Regions from separate parts of the Mus musculus genome. Here region 1 is linked to region 2. A link is a contact called in public targeted proximity ligation data. All regions are on one chromosome and are shown on one strand. The core of a region is the stretch at or near the end of the contact, and the rest is flanking DNA. Distances in the headings are between cores, read along the strand shown. Region 1 overlaps Zfat (zinc finger and AT hook domain containing). Region 2 has its middle 400 kb from the start of 1700012I11Rik.

What was found.
Region 1: a contact with region 2 is called in a targeted proximity ligation map of pro-B cells, with 9 times the contacts expected there. A contact is called at or near these places in 6 of 484 Hi-C or Micro-C datasets (the C10 cell line, the HPC-7 cell line, the N1E-115 cell line and 3 more) and 3 of 130 datasets of targeted methods (bone marrow-derived dendritic cells, large pre-B cells and pro-B cells).

Annotation. Positions count from the first base shown.
Region 1 is chr15:68,226,325-68,233,208 of GRCm38.p6, forward strand. The region is part of intron 1 of Zfat (zinc finger and AT hook domain containing); the gene reads right to left. Among named protein-coding and RNA genes, the nearest start is that of Zfat, 29 kb to the right of the region's middle.
Region 2 is chr15:67,624,538-67,631,565 of GRCm38.p6, forward strand. No RefSeq gene overlaps it. Among named protein-coding and RNA genes, the nearest start is that of 1700012I11Rik, 400 kb to the left of the region's middle.

The DNA.
Region 1 (6,884 bases), core at 842-3,341, 600 kb after region 2:
AATACTATTCAGCTATTAAAAACAAAGACATCATGAAATTTTGCAGGCAAATGGATAGAACTAGAAAATATTATCCTGAGAGAGGTAACCCATATCCAGAAAGACACACATGGTATTTACTCACTTATAAGTGGATATTAGCCATAAAGTACAGGATACCCATGCTATACTCCACTGACCCAAACAAGCTAAGTAACAAGAAGGACGAAAGGGAGGATGCTTGACTGTTACTCAGAAGGGGAAACCAAACAGACATTGGGAGTAGACAGAGGAAACTGGCTCAGAGTGGGGAGGGGGAGGGGAACTGGAGTGATGATTAGGTATGGGGAAAGCGGAGGGGGGGGGCGCTGTGAGAGAAAAGGGAAATTGGTGTGGGATAGGGGAGGCCCCTAAGAAGGTATAGAGGTGACCCTAGCTGAGACTCTTAGCAGTGGGGGATATGGAGCCTGCGGTGGCTACCTCCTGCATAGCCAGGCAGGCCTTTTTTTTTTTAATATTTTTTATTATTGCATATTTTCCTCAATTACATTTAGAATGCTATCCCAAAAGTCCCCCATACCCTCCCCCACCCCACATCCTTACCCACCCATTCCCATTTTTTAGCCCTGGCATTCCCCTGTACTGGGGCATATAAAGTTTGCGTGTCCAATGGGCCTCTCTTTCCAGTGATGGCCGACTAGGCCATCTTTTGATACATGAAGGGAGGGGGACACCAATCCATCCACAAAACCTTCAACACAAAACTTGACCTGCCAGGGATAAAGACAGAGCAGAGACTGAGGGAATGGCCGGCCAATGCTAGCCAAACGTGAGACTCGCTCCATGAGAGAGAGTTAACCCCTGACTATGAATGATACTCTGCTTTGCTTGCAGACAGGAGCCTAGCATAACTGTCCTCTGAGAGGCCTCATCCAGCAGCGGGTAGAATATGTTGCTCTCTGCCACTTAATTCCTATCTAAACATTGTCACTGTTCATAACAAAACTAATTATTCCTAACACAATATTAGGTAAGAAGACATAAAGAGGAGAAAGAATTCACATTTCAATCTGATAAAAGAATTATAGATACAAATAAAATCATTATATTTAGGACTCAAAAGCCATTACAAGGCTTTTGGTTGACATTTTCACATATCTACTGAAATGGAGTAACTGGTACCATACAAAAGACCATGGCTTTTCAACCAGACTCCCATCCCTAAATGGATGAAGCACCTTGGAGAAGTTCAGGTACTCTCTCGGCAGCTGATGTCAGGGCAGAGAAGGTCAGTCAATACCTTCCTGGGTAGCAAATACCAGGAGATCCCACCATGCTCCAAGGCTATGTTTCAGCTGCCTTCTGCCTTGCCAGATAGCTGGAAACCACACACTGCCTAGTGCCCCATGGGACTTACATGTCAGCTCTCAGAGCTGGGCTCACACCCACCAATACCCCAGACCTCTAGGCCCTTGCACTGTCCTGTTAAGTAGGAACTACACGTCTCTCTCAGTTTACCTTTCTGCTATTTCACTAGATCCAGCCAGAGCAGCTCCTTCCCCACAGACCCATGCCCGGCCTGCTTCTTCCCTCACCTATGCCAGGGCACTCTGGCTGATGTTCATGTCAGAATCAGCACAACCCTGGCGCTCTGGTTAGCCTCACTCTGGTTAGCCTCACAGGCAGCTGCAGGATTGTGGGCTCTAGGACATGGGACAGTGCAGATGCCATGAACTGTGTCATTTTACCTTTAGAGAGACAGTGCATCCCTTGTTGCCTTTATCCAGGAAAGCAGGCCACTGGCCACATCATGCAACGGCTAGAGCACGCAGGCCCGCCCCTCTCACCCACTGAGCACCACTGCTCAGTCACTGTTGCTTCGTTCTGAAGCTCATCCATTCCTTCCTTCCTACTGGAGCTCTCCCGCGGGCCTGCAAACATGTCCCTGTCTCTTTTATCTGAAAATAAAAACCTCTCTGATCCCCACCCTCCTGCTCCATTTTTCTACTTCTCTTTGAAGCAAGAAAGAAAATATGAGCACCAGGGTGAGCAGCCACACAGCACTGCTGGCATAAAGACCAAAGCCAGCCAGGTACAGGAAGTCACAGGAAGGAGACCCTCCCTGGACTCACAGGAAAGATCTCACCACAAACTACCAAGGGACTTAAGTGCCTCAGAGATCAGTTCCTACCAAATATGTGAAACAGAAATCTAACCTAGCAGAACACTGCTTTGTCAATAAAACATTCTCCTGAGTACTATCAGCCGATACTTCATCTTTTCCAAGCAAGGTTTAATTCTTAGAGAACGAGAAATGTTTTCCAGGCAAGGTGTTGCCTTTTAATAACGCTTTTCTTTCTGCATAGAAAGAATGCTTTCTATGTTTTCTCAACGTGATTCTTGCTGATCATGCACATATCAACATGGTTTAGGCAGAAACTGGCTATAATCCCCAGCCCACAAGAGAGAAAACAGGCTAGAGTAGCAGTAGGACCGGAAGCCCGATGCCTTATGTATTGGTTACTCCTATGGTGTGTTAAAACACCCAACAAAAGCAATTTAGTGAAGAACGACTTTATTTGTCCTCAGCTGGTCACACTGCCAGTCAGCAAGCAGAGACAACTGTTTAGTTCACTTTCTCCTTTTTCTTCAGTCTGGACCCTAGCACATGGAACGGGGTCTCCCATTGTTAGAATGGGTCTTCCCACTCAGATTAGCAGACTCTGGATTATCCTTCAGAGATATGATATAGGTGACCCTAGGTCCTTTACAATGGACAGTATTAACCATTATACCTTGATAACTGGTTTTGACATGGATATGTGAGGCTAGAAACCACGAGCTGAGCTCTACCAAGTTACAGCTAAAATACTCAGGACATCTACAGGACTAAAGCCAGCCATGTCTGACACATACTTAAACATATAATGACTGACTAACAGGCTATTGACAAGCCCTGACCCAATCTGTGGATACAAGGATGACTCTAGTCCCAGGCCTGCAGAGAGGTGAACCCTCAATCCACCATGACACAGACAACACAGAGCCACTGTTTCTTACAGTTTGCCATGGTGTAACTTCCCAGCCAGCCTCTACTAGTCTAATGTTCCAACATCATTTCCCAGACGTTCTCAGAAGTCTGAGAACCTTGTGACATTTAGCAGTGAAGAATGTCTGGGGACCACAGAGTTATAAGACCTCTCTCAGTTCAAAGGCACAGTAAACATCATGTGGAGATTAAACAAATATGATGACTCTTTGGAAGACAGCTCCAGAGAGGGCCTGGGTACCCCAGGGTGACACCCAACTCGGCCATCTGCTATGAATTAGCATGAGCTTCCCCTATACCCACTGCGTGGTCAGCTGTTGGGCGGTAGACTATGCCTGCAGTTCCGAGTGAGGACAAACACAAGCCCTGAGACCCAGAGCCATGCCCAGAAACGTGGGTTCGATCAAGCATGAAACAGGGCTCAATGAAAAACCCTGGACCAGAAAAGGCCACTGGGACAGAAATTTCTCAGCAGGGAATGAGACCAAGAGACAGGTCCTAGAAAACATCACATGGGATGGTAACTCCCAGAAATTGGGGTGTTAAAAGAGCAGAGACTTGGAGCCCCAGGGTGTGGGGAGGTCTGGGGGGGTGGGGGGGATGAAGACATCCTCTTGGAGACGGAAGTGAGGAGGATGGGGTGGGGGGTGGGGGGGAATATAGAACAGTCGGAGGGCGGACCCGGAGGGAGATAAAGTCTGAACTGTAAAAAAGCTTAAAGAATAAAAAGTGAAAAATAAAAGAGCAGAGCAGAACAGGAATTAGTATGGCTGAAAGCTCCAGCAGTGATGTCTTCACTCTCAGAGCTAGGCCCCAGTCCCTCACTCATGTGCTACCCAACTCTCTCAAGTCCTGCCTTGCTGAGAACCCCCCCCACCCCCCACCCCACCCCCCGCACCAGTCCTCTGCAAATGGAGGGATTTGTTTACCTACTGCAGCAGAAAACAGCAAGAACCTGAGCTGCATGAGGAATCAGAAAACAATGGGGTTGGGGGAGAACTGGCATGATATAAGAGGTCACTAAAGGGGTCTGCCAAGAACAGAGATGGGCATGAAAGTGGGATACGCAGGGCTGAGAGAAGAAACACACCAGGCAGAACATTGCTTGTGATCGGAAGTGGGCAGCAGAGGGTAGGCAGGTGAGGGCCTCTGCTCCGTTACTAACAACGAAATTATGTCTTCAATAACTGCCTGCCCTAGACACCCAGGACAAAGCGCCGGGCATACCCTCTTGAGCACAGGCCTCCAACATAGGTGAGAGAGCACTTCTTGAAGATGTTTTTAGAGCCATGCATGAACAGCAAAATGCCAAAGCATTGAAAAGAGGCATTGTATTATGCTGTACACCCCCAAATGTTAAGGATTATTAATACACTAAAGTAACAACAGAAGAACCACTTCTATTTCTACAGTGGCCAGATATGAAAAGTGTATCTTATATCCTGAAATATAGTCCTAATTATGTTGTCAGCCAGCTCTGATGAGGATGTGATAATTTGGATGCATTTTGGGGTCCAATTACTATGCTCTCCTCCTTAACAAAAGACCTCAGAGGAAAAATGACATGCTCAGCACAAGGAGACCCACTGCAAGCAGTCTGTGCATGAGCATGCAATTCCCCTGAATTATCTCTGCACTGTTCCAGAGGAAACCCTTCCGATGCTGGTATATGCAAGTCCTCATTCTACATTCTGAGCTAAGGAGCAGCCAGGTCCTCCGTGGACCTCTGGCCTAAACTGCCCTAGGAATGCTAAGATGAACAAGGGCTCTGCCCCAGCCCTCCCAGAAGGTGACCATGAACTGGACTGTGAGTCTGGGGTTTCAAAGGATAATTTAGTCCCTATGAAGAATATTCTGGCACCTGACACACTAACACCCTCTGCTGTTGTTCCTGGTAAGTCCATTTGGCATAACTAGATTAAAACAGGCCTCTGGCCTCTGTGATCTCAGCCCTTACGCCGCCAGTGCCTAGCTTGAAGAGGCCATTGACTACAGAACTAACAGTGAGTTCATGCCCATTGTGAAACAGTGACAAATGGAATCAGAGGCAACAGAATCACTGAACACTGCAGCGCATCTTCAGACCTGCTGCACATCAAGTCAGAGGAAGACAGAGAAGCAAGGAGGATCCTTCTCGTGTCCTTAAGGGCCTTTTCCATCCTTTCAGGGGCTCCCATGCTCTTTCCAAATCCAGACACAGTATGGGGAAGAGAAGAAGAGACAAGGGGTGTCACCGACATGAGTGGTGTGGTCAGGAGCCCTGGGTGAACTCTTATAATATTCTTTCTTACAGGAATATCCTTAGGGACATGTGCCTGTCTACACTATCTTGTGAAGCTCCTCAGGCCTGGCTGTCAGGATTCCGGGACTCCCTCTGGCTGTCAGGACTCTCAGGAAAGAGGCAGACAGACACATGTGCCTGGGGCAACACACAGCACACGACTAATTCCTACATCTTACCCTCTCCTGAGGATGGTGCAAGACTGACATGCCCGTCATCTACAGCCTGTCGGCCTAAGGAGGCCAGACTCTGAGAACGCAGACCATGGCGAGAGGGAGACCACTGCTGGCGAACTTTTCAACACTCCAGACTCCGAACTAACTCTCCTGAAATTGATTCCATCCACATGAAATTGACTGAAATGAAAAAGACTTAAGGCTAGCTAGAGGCCAGACAAGACATGGCAGGTGAGTGGCCCATAGCCCAGTGAGGAGATACAGAGGCTGGTGTCAGAATATGGGCAGCAGCCAGGCCAAGGTATCCTGCACAGACATACACCCTCAGCCAAAGGCAGACCAATGCACAGCTGCCATTCCAAACCCTGTGGCAAAAGGACCCAGAAAAACGGAGTACATGAATCCATTCTTCTCACTAACGCCAGCTGAAAGCTCCGAGCTTACAGATCAGACAAACACAGGGAAACTCAAACTTGAGACAGGCCAGTTTACAACCATGAGACCTAGAAAACAGCACGGCAGTGTATGCTTTGGGTTTCATCCTGCCTCCTGTCAGAAACCCAAGAGGCCACAGATCTGGAAACTCCAGCAAAAACCAAAAGACAAGCAGGAACTACCAAGCAAAAGAGGCACTCTACGCCCCACCACGACCAAACACTTCAGTAAACATTGGCCCTGGCTCCATCCTACATTCAAAAGTTAAGAGGGAATCAGGACTCTCACAAGTGTCCAGCCATAATGCTCATGCCAGCTCTTGACTAAAGTGCTACAGAAGGCCACACGGGAGAAGCACTGAGACCCATCAGACCTCCTGGCTCTGGGCAACCTTAACAGAGCAACAGAGGTACTACACCTCACTGTCCAACCCAATGTTGGCAGAGTCGGTGTGGGCCTGGGTTTCACCAATTTATCCCAGAGTCAATACGGGTAGAATAGAGCCAAGAGTCCATCATCTAGCCCAGTGAGAGTCTGGCCTCCACCACCCTGCCTGTTGAGAGTCTGGCCTCCATCACTAAGCCCATTGGAACCCTGGACTCTGCCACCCAGCCCACTGGAGCCTAGACTTGATCACCCAGCCTAGTGGGAAGCCTGGATTCCAACATTCAAACCAGTGGTGTCAAAAGAAGTTCAGAAACAGCGAAGATGAATGCAGGCCCACCGACCCTCTGCCACAACAGAGTCAAGAGTGCCAGCCTAGGCAGAAGAGCTAAATATGATCCAGGATTTCACAGCCCAAACAGCCATTACTCATAACCATTCATTCCCTGTGACTCTTCAAGAAACAGGAGAATAGCATGGGGAAGGATAGAAGGCCATTAACAGGCATCATCAAGATGACACAGACAGGAGGATGTTACAGATGTTGTTGAGCCACCACGTGAGTCCTGGGAACAGAACA
Region 2 (7,028 bases), core at 1,319-3,818:
CTCACTCTGTAGACCAGGCTGGACTCAGAAATCTGCCTGCTTCTGCCTCCCAAGTGCTGGGATTCAAGGCATGCACCACCACTGCTTGGCTTTACTTTTTAAATACTAGGAATCATTCTGAGAACTTGACATTTTCCTCTCTGTATAAATCAATGATCCATCCTTTAGGGGCAGGCAAGACAGGACCGGTTCTAAATCATAAAGACCAATTTGAAGCCATGAAACTTGGCTCCAAGATTTGCTTTTAACTGACCCATTATATTATCTTCCAAACAGCAATACTGTACATTGAAACTGCTAGATTCTTTATCCTTAACATAACTCTTGAGGGTTTAGGATATTCTCATATTCAGAGGAAACTCTTAAGGAAGCCAACAACCTTAGAGAATAGTTTAGTAACCTGGGACTGTTTAATTTGGGTTATGCACACCCAGCCCCTAATAAGAATGCTCTTGGTATACTTGACCCTTCATCTGCACGTGTAATATACACACAGCCCTCTTCAAGCACTAAACCTACCAACCTCAGAAACCTTTCTATCCTCAGCCTGCATCAAGTTGCATGCACACCTATCTCTAAACAACAAAATAGATTTCCTCACACCCAGGAACAATCATATTTAGATAATTTTGGTTCAACTGTATTCCCAAAGTATCTGAGTCTGAAGAATAGAAAGCTTGCTGCATCCTGAACTGGTTTTGGCTGCATGCACAGTAAGGCACACTGCATAATTTACATGGAAAATCTATTTACCATTTTACGCGTTTGATTTTTAGGTGAGTTATGATTAAACTCTGATGCATTATGGGTAGGAACATGGGCAATAAGAAAAAAATGAATATATGACCTTTTCTGGCATTTAAAATATACAGCCACCCAACTCTGACCATTTGTAACTAACTTCCTTTTCTTAAAGCCCATAAAAGGAAGCCTTAAACAATCCCTGGGTTCTTTGAGTGTTCTCATTGGTGTAGCTGTTGTCAATCTTTACAATGTACACTTTTTTTGCCATTCCTTTGCTCAAAATAGTGTTGTCTCACTTCTTTTGCAAAATCTCTTTGAATGTATGTTTTCAGTTCTCTTGGGTCCAAACCTGGAAATAGTTGACTGAGGGCCAGGAATTAATACGATGTAACATTAATACACCTTTGATTAGTTCAATTAAGAATAAATCTACTTAGCTACCCTTGATGTTTATTTCTCTTTATGAGTAATCATCAGCTCTTGGATCCAATTTCACATATATTCATTTAAGAAATAAATGGTTAATTCTCCATTCACAGACTATATATCCAAGGTCTCATAGTCAGCCAGCAATGAATAATTTTTTACATCAGTCTCTTCTCTGGAGAGATAGGTACACTAGATTTTCTGGCTGGCACCCTACTTGGCCAATCTATTCATGGATAATTTTCTCCTACTAGTTTCTCCCTAGTGAGAAAGCAATGTGCCCTGCATGAAAAACCAAGAGACAGTAAAGCCATCGGAACCTCCAGGTGCTAAGAATAGCACTATTTACCCAGAAGATTGAATTTAGAATTGGAATTCTATCTAATTTTCTACAGGAAACCCTAAGCTGACCTGCCCTCTGAATCAGTGGCTGGTTTTGTTTTTACACAATATCTCACCCACCACAGTGTGAGTGTATTATGGCATTCTTTCTGAGGAAGACTGCCTCAGAGGATGGCTGGAGAGAAGGAATGGAAGATATGAGAAACTCAATCAGCAATAATTATGACAACATTCTTTCATCAGTGCTTTCTACATGTCCCATGTTGTCATAGAGGTTCAAATTCATGATCACAATCTCACAGCTCCTTGAGTGTGGATTAGCCCCATCATACAGTCTAACTTGCTCACAAAAAGTATAACTAGCCCAGAGCTAATCACTTCAGCAACTCATATGAAGTGGGGTTTCTTCATTGTTGTGGTCTTCTGTCTGTCTGACACCAGAATGCCAGCTTCTTTCTCAGTTTAATGCTGTTCAGTGGTAGAACTGTCAAGGCTGGTGCTAGAAGGAGCAACAAAGTCAGACATAGTGCTGTTTATTTGAGAGTCAGTAGGAAAAACACAATAAGGGTGGGAAGCTGTTTCTTGCTTTTCTTTTTCTTTTTAAACATTTAATTAATTATTTTATTTATTTACATTCCATCCATTTCCCCACTCCCAGTACCCCCTCCCATAGTTCCTCATCCCATTCCTCCTCCTCCTTGCCTCCAGGAGAGCTTCCCTCACAAACCCCCATTTCACTGGGGCCTCAAGTCTCTCAAAAATTAGGCATAACTTCTCTCACTGAGGCTAGAACAGGCTGTCCTCTGCTATATATGTGCTGGGGGCCTCAGCCCCCGTATGCTGCCTGGTTGGTGACTCAGTCTTTGGGAGCTCCCAGGGCTATTTGAGACTGCTGGTCTTCTTATGGAGTTGCCCTCCCCTTTATCTCCTTTAATCCTTTCCCTAATTCCTCCATAGGATTCCCCAACTTCAGTCCAATGGTTGGGTGTAAGTATCTGCAGCTGTCTCAGTCAGCTGCTTGGTAGGGCCTCTCAGGGGACAGCCATGCTAGGCTCCTGTCTGTAACCACATCCTAACATCAATAATAATGTCAGGCCTTGGTACCCTGCCACGAGATGGAGCTCAGGTTGTGCCGTTCATTGGACTCTTTCCTTCAGTCTCTTCATTTTTGTTCCTGCAGTTCCAGGGACAATTCTGGGTCAGAAATTTTGACTGTGTGTTGGTACCCTGTCCCTTCACTTGGGACCCTGTCTATCTACTAGAGGTGGTCTCTTCCAGTTCCCTTTCCCCACTGTTGGGCATTTTGGCTAAGGTCACCCCCATTCAGACCTGGGAGTCTCACTCATCCCAGGTCTCTTGGACTTTCTAGAGGTCTATCTCTACCTCCCACTTCCTGAAGCTGCATATTTCCATTCCTTCTCCTGGCCCTCTGTGCTCCTCTCCTGTTCCCCACCCCCATACCTAATCCTGTTTCCCTTTCCCCTCCCCCTCCCCTTTTCCACTCATATCCCTCCCTCCCTCTTACTCCCTTGGTTAATTTGTTGCCCCTTCTAAGTGGGATTGAAGCATCCTCACTTGGGCCTTCCTTCTTGTTAAACTTCTTGTGGTTTGTGGGTTACATCCTGGGTATTCTGTACTTTTGAGCCAATATACACTTATTAGTGAGTATATACCATGCATGTCCTTTTTGGTCTGGGTTACCTCAGTAAGGATGATATTTTCAAGTTCCACCCATTTGTCTGCAAAATTCATGATTTAATATCTGAATAGTACTCCATTATGTAAATGAGCCATATTTTCTGTACCTATTCTTTCACTGAGGGACATCCGGGTTGTTTCCAGCTTCTAGCTATTATTAATTAGTCTGCTATGAGCATAGTGGAGCAGTGGAGCACACGTCCTTGTGGTATGATGGAGCCAAGGAGTCGTATAGCTGGGTCTTCAGGTAGAACTAATTCCAGTTTTCTGAGGAACTGCCAGATTGATTTTCAGAGTGGTTGTACCAGTGTGTAATTCTATCAGCAATGGAGTAATGTTCCTCTTTCTCCTTTCTGGTCATCCTTACCAGCAGGTTCTGTCAATTGGGTTTTTGATCTGAGCCATTCTGATTGGTATAAAGTGGAATCTCTGGGTTATTTTGATTTGCATTTCTCTGATGACTAAGGATGTCGAACTTTTCTTTAAAAGTGCTTCTTGGTCATTCAGGATTCCTCTTTTGAGAAATCTCTGTTTAGCTCTGTTCTCCATTTTTATATTGGGTTATTTGGTTTCTTTGAAGGTTGCTTTCTTGAGTTCTTTATATATTTTGGATATTAGTCCTCTATCGGATGTAGGCTTAGTGAAGATTTTTTCCCCAATATGTAGGTTGCCAATTTGTCCTATTGGTGGTGTCCTTTGCCTTACAGAAGCTTTTCAGTTTCATGAGGTCCTATTTATCAATTGTTGATTTTAGAGCCTGAGCAATTGGTGTTCTGTTCAGGAAGTTTCTCCCTGTGCCAATTAGCTCAGGGCTCTTTCCTACTTTCTCTTTCATTAGATTCACTGTATCTGCTTTTATGTTAAGGTCCTTGATCCACTTGGACTTGAGCTTTGTGCAAAGTGATAAATATGGATTCAATTTCATTCTTCTTCCTATAGACCACCAGTTAAACCAGCACCATTTAATAAAGATGTTTTCTTTTTTATCCACTGTATGATTTTGGCTTCAATCAACCAGCACTTCAGAAATCTCCTCTAGTTGATGAATATGGGCTGTGGAACGGACAGCCAGACGTGGAGATAAGGAAAGACACTTAAGCCTCAAGACATCACTTTTCTGATCTCAAACTAGGATCTGTTACTTGTGGCACCCTTGAATCAATGATGGAATTTTATATGCAGAGACTAATGGAATGGAAATAAGTAATGCAATGAAGTTAAGTATAGATAATGCAGAACTAGACAGCCTCAGTGGAAGATCCATGTAACATTCCTGTGATAAGGCCCTGGGACAATACTTCAACTCTTTATAGCCCATCCCTGCCCCCCATCCCACTAACTGGGAGAGATTACAATACTATTTTACAGGGTCATCAGGGATATAAAGTAATGCCAAGCAGAATGTAGTCACAACAAAAGCAGTTACCATTGTTACTATTGCTGCAAAAACAAAAACAAAACAAACAAAGGAACAAGTCTGCCTGGCATGATTGGTGCTCTGTACTGCAGATTTCTGAGGCCAGGTAATCTATCAAGTTAGATCTGGGCCAGCCAGAGCTACATTGCTAGACCCTGTCTCACATAAAGAATAGATGCCATTCTATTCCATCTAGGAAGCTTTCAAAATACCACAGTAGGACCTTGCAGTCTTCAAGATGCTCTTTAGATAAAGTTAAGCTTTCCTAGGCTCACTGACTAGTCCTGCCTTCCAAAGTTGGCCCCAACCCTATGTAGTGCTTCCTGTTAAAGAGTGCACAATTAAACCTTCTTTGATCCACTTAGATATGAGCTCCCACTGATTAATTTCTAGTCAGTAGATGGTCTTTCACTATTTCATATGTTCTCTTAACCTTAGGCTTTGTTGGGAAGAGTGGTTTTTTTGAGGCAACAAGCCTCTAATTTAATTCTAAGAGAACGAAACCTCAGCAATTTTATTTTTATTTTTAAGAGCTTTACGAAGAAAGCTATTGCAGGTTTAGAGATATTGATTTTATTTAGAACCGAATATGTATGAAAGCAGCCAGAGTGCTCCTGGTATAAATTACTTTGATATACTGAGTACAAAAGCAAGAGCAATTCCTTTCTCACTTTTAGCTTTTAGTGTTCAGCAGAGGGGTGTTGATTTATACGTTTATTCATTTCAACCAGAAGTAGACTGTGTCTAACTCCAAAGAAGAAGAGATGCTGGCCCATGCTGGATGGACTTGTAGGAGATAGAAAAAAAAAATAGGTAGGAAGCAAAAGAGCAAGAGAGGAAGGAAGCAAGAGAGGAAGTTCTAGTTCTGCACAATGTGGAAGAAAATAAACAAAAACTACAACAAAGGATGGAAAAGAATTCCAAATAGAATTCAATAAACAGTTTTCTAGGTAGTTAGGGACAATTTTATATAGCAAAGTATAATTACATAAAGCATTAAGCCCTCCTCACTGAGAAACAGATAAAAGGTATGTAATATTATAATTCAGTCTTTTGCAGGTTCCATGTATCTCTTTTATACCCATGGAAAGGACACTGAAAATGTCCTTTTCAAACAGTAGCAGTCCGGATAACTTTATTCACTGATTTGAGAAAGTTATAGGAAACCTGGACATTTACCTCAAAGTTCTGTCTCTCACACCATGAGGCTGAAGTGGCTTGTCCCTTCCCACTATGTTCTATGAATTCTTGAATATATTTCTCAATTTCTATACAATAAAGCTTTGGAATTCTGGATCAAAAGGAAACAAGAAGATGTTGCATTTCTGGGCTTTTCCATTTTACCCAGATTGTTTCTTTGGGATAGAACCAGCCTCTTCACAAAGGTCTACTAGGTCATGTCCAGCTGAATCAGAACTCTCCCACTTCAGTACAGTCCTTCCTATCCCCTTCACAGTTAGGAGTTACAGCCAGAGTTATAGCCACACAAATTCACCTCTCATCCGTGAATACACTCTTATTTCCCCCTCTCTGTTCTCCTTCATGTAGGTTTTTCTTCTTCAAAGGCAACCTCTCCTTGCAGTATTCCTGGAAAATTCTGACTATTTTTAAGCTCCTTCTTCAGTGTCTTCTTCCTTGGGCAGAGTTCTGATGGCTCCCTAAGATGCAGATGACTCTCAGGAAGCCAGTTGGATACACAAGGTCTGGCTGTCTAGAGGGACAGATGGCATGCTGCTTCCATAGTGGAACATTGCTGGGATATTGACAATTTGCTGGAATAGTGTACTTCACAAACTAAATGCCATCAGGTGTTTTACTCTCCATCAGAAAGGATAAATAGAAAAATATTTTGGAAATACACTATAGAAGGAGGCATTTGAGAGACAGTAACTAGATAGTAAATAGGCTATCTACAAAAGAAGTTAGTATGCTTTTTGCTACAAGACTTATTTTTCTTGACACGTGTTACAGGTTTGGGGTGACACAAGCTGATTTTCTCAAGAAAGCTTAACACTAACTCTAGACACTTCCAAACTAGCCCTTGCCAGTGACCTGTCACTCTAAGAAATGGAAATTAAACATGACTAATATATAATAGTGTTAAATTGTTTGTCTGTCAGGTGCACCTTCCTGGTGTCAGTCACTCTGGCCATCCCAGCATCTCCCATTGAATCACACCAACTTAAAGTCAACTAGCAGAACCTTGTGAGGATGCTGTGTGCAGAAATGAGACACCTGGGACACAGAGAAACACCTAAGAGGAGGATGGAAAGAAACTTAAAAGAATGACAGAAAAGAGGAGGAACAAGTTGAATTTCCTAGAGATTTTATCAGTTTCTATTTTCATCCCTACAGGAAACAATTTACCTATTTAATAATCTTTCCTCTCTAATTCAGCATG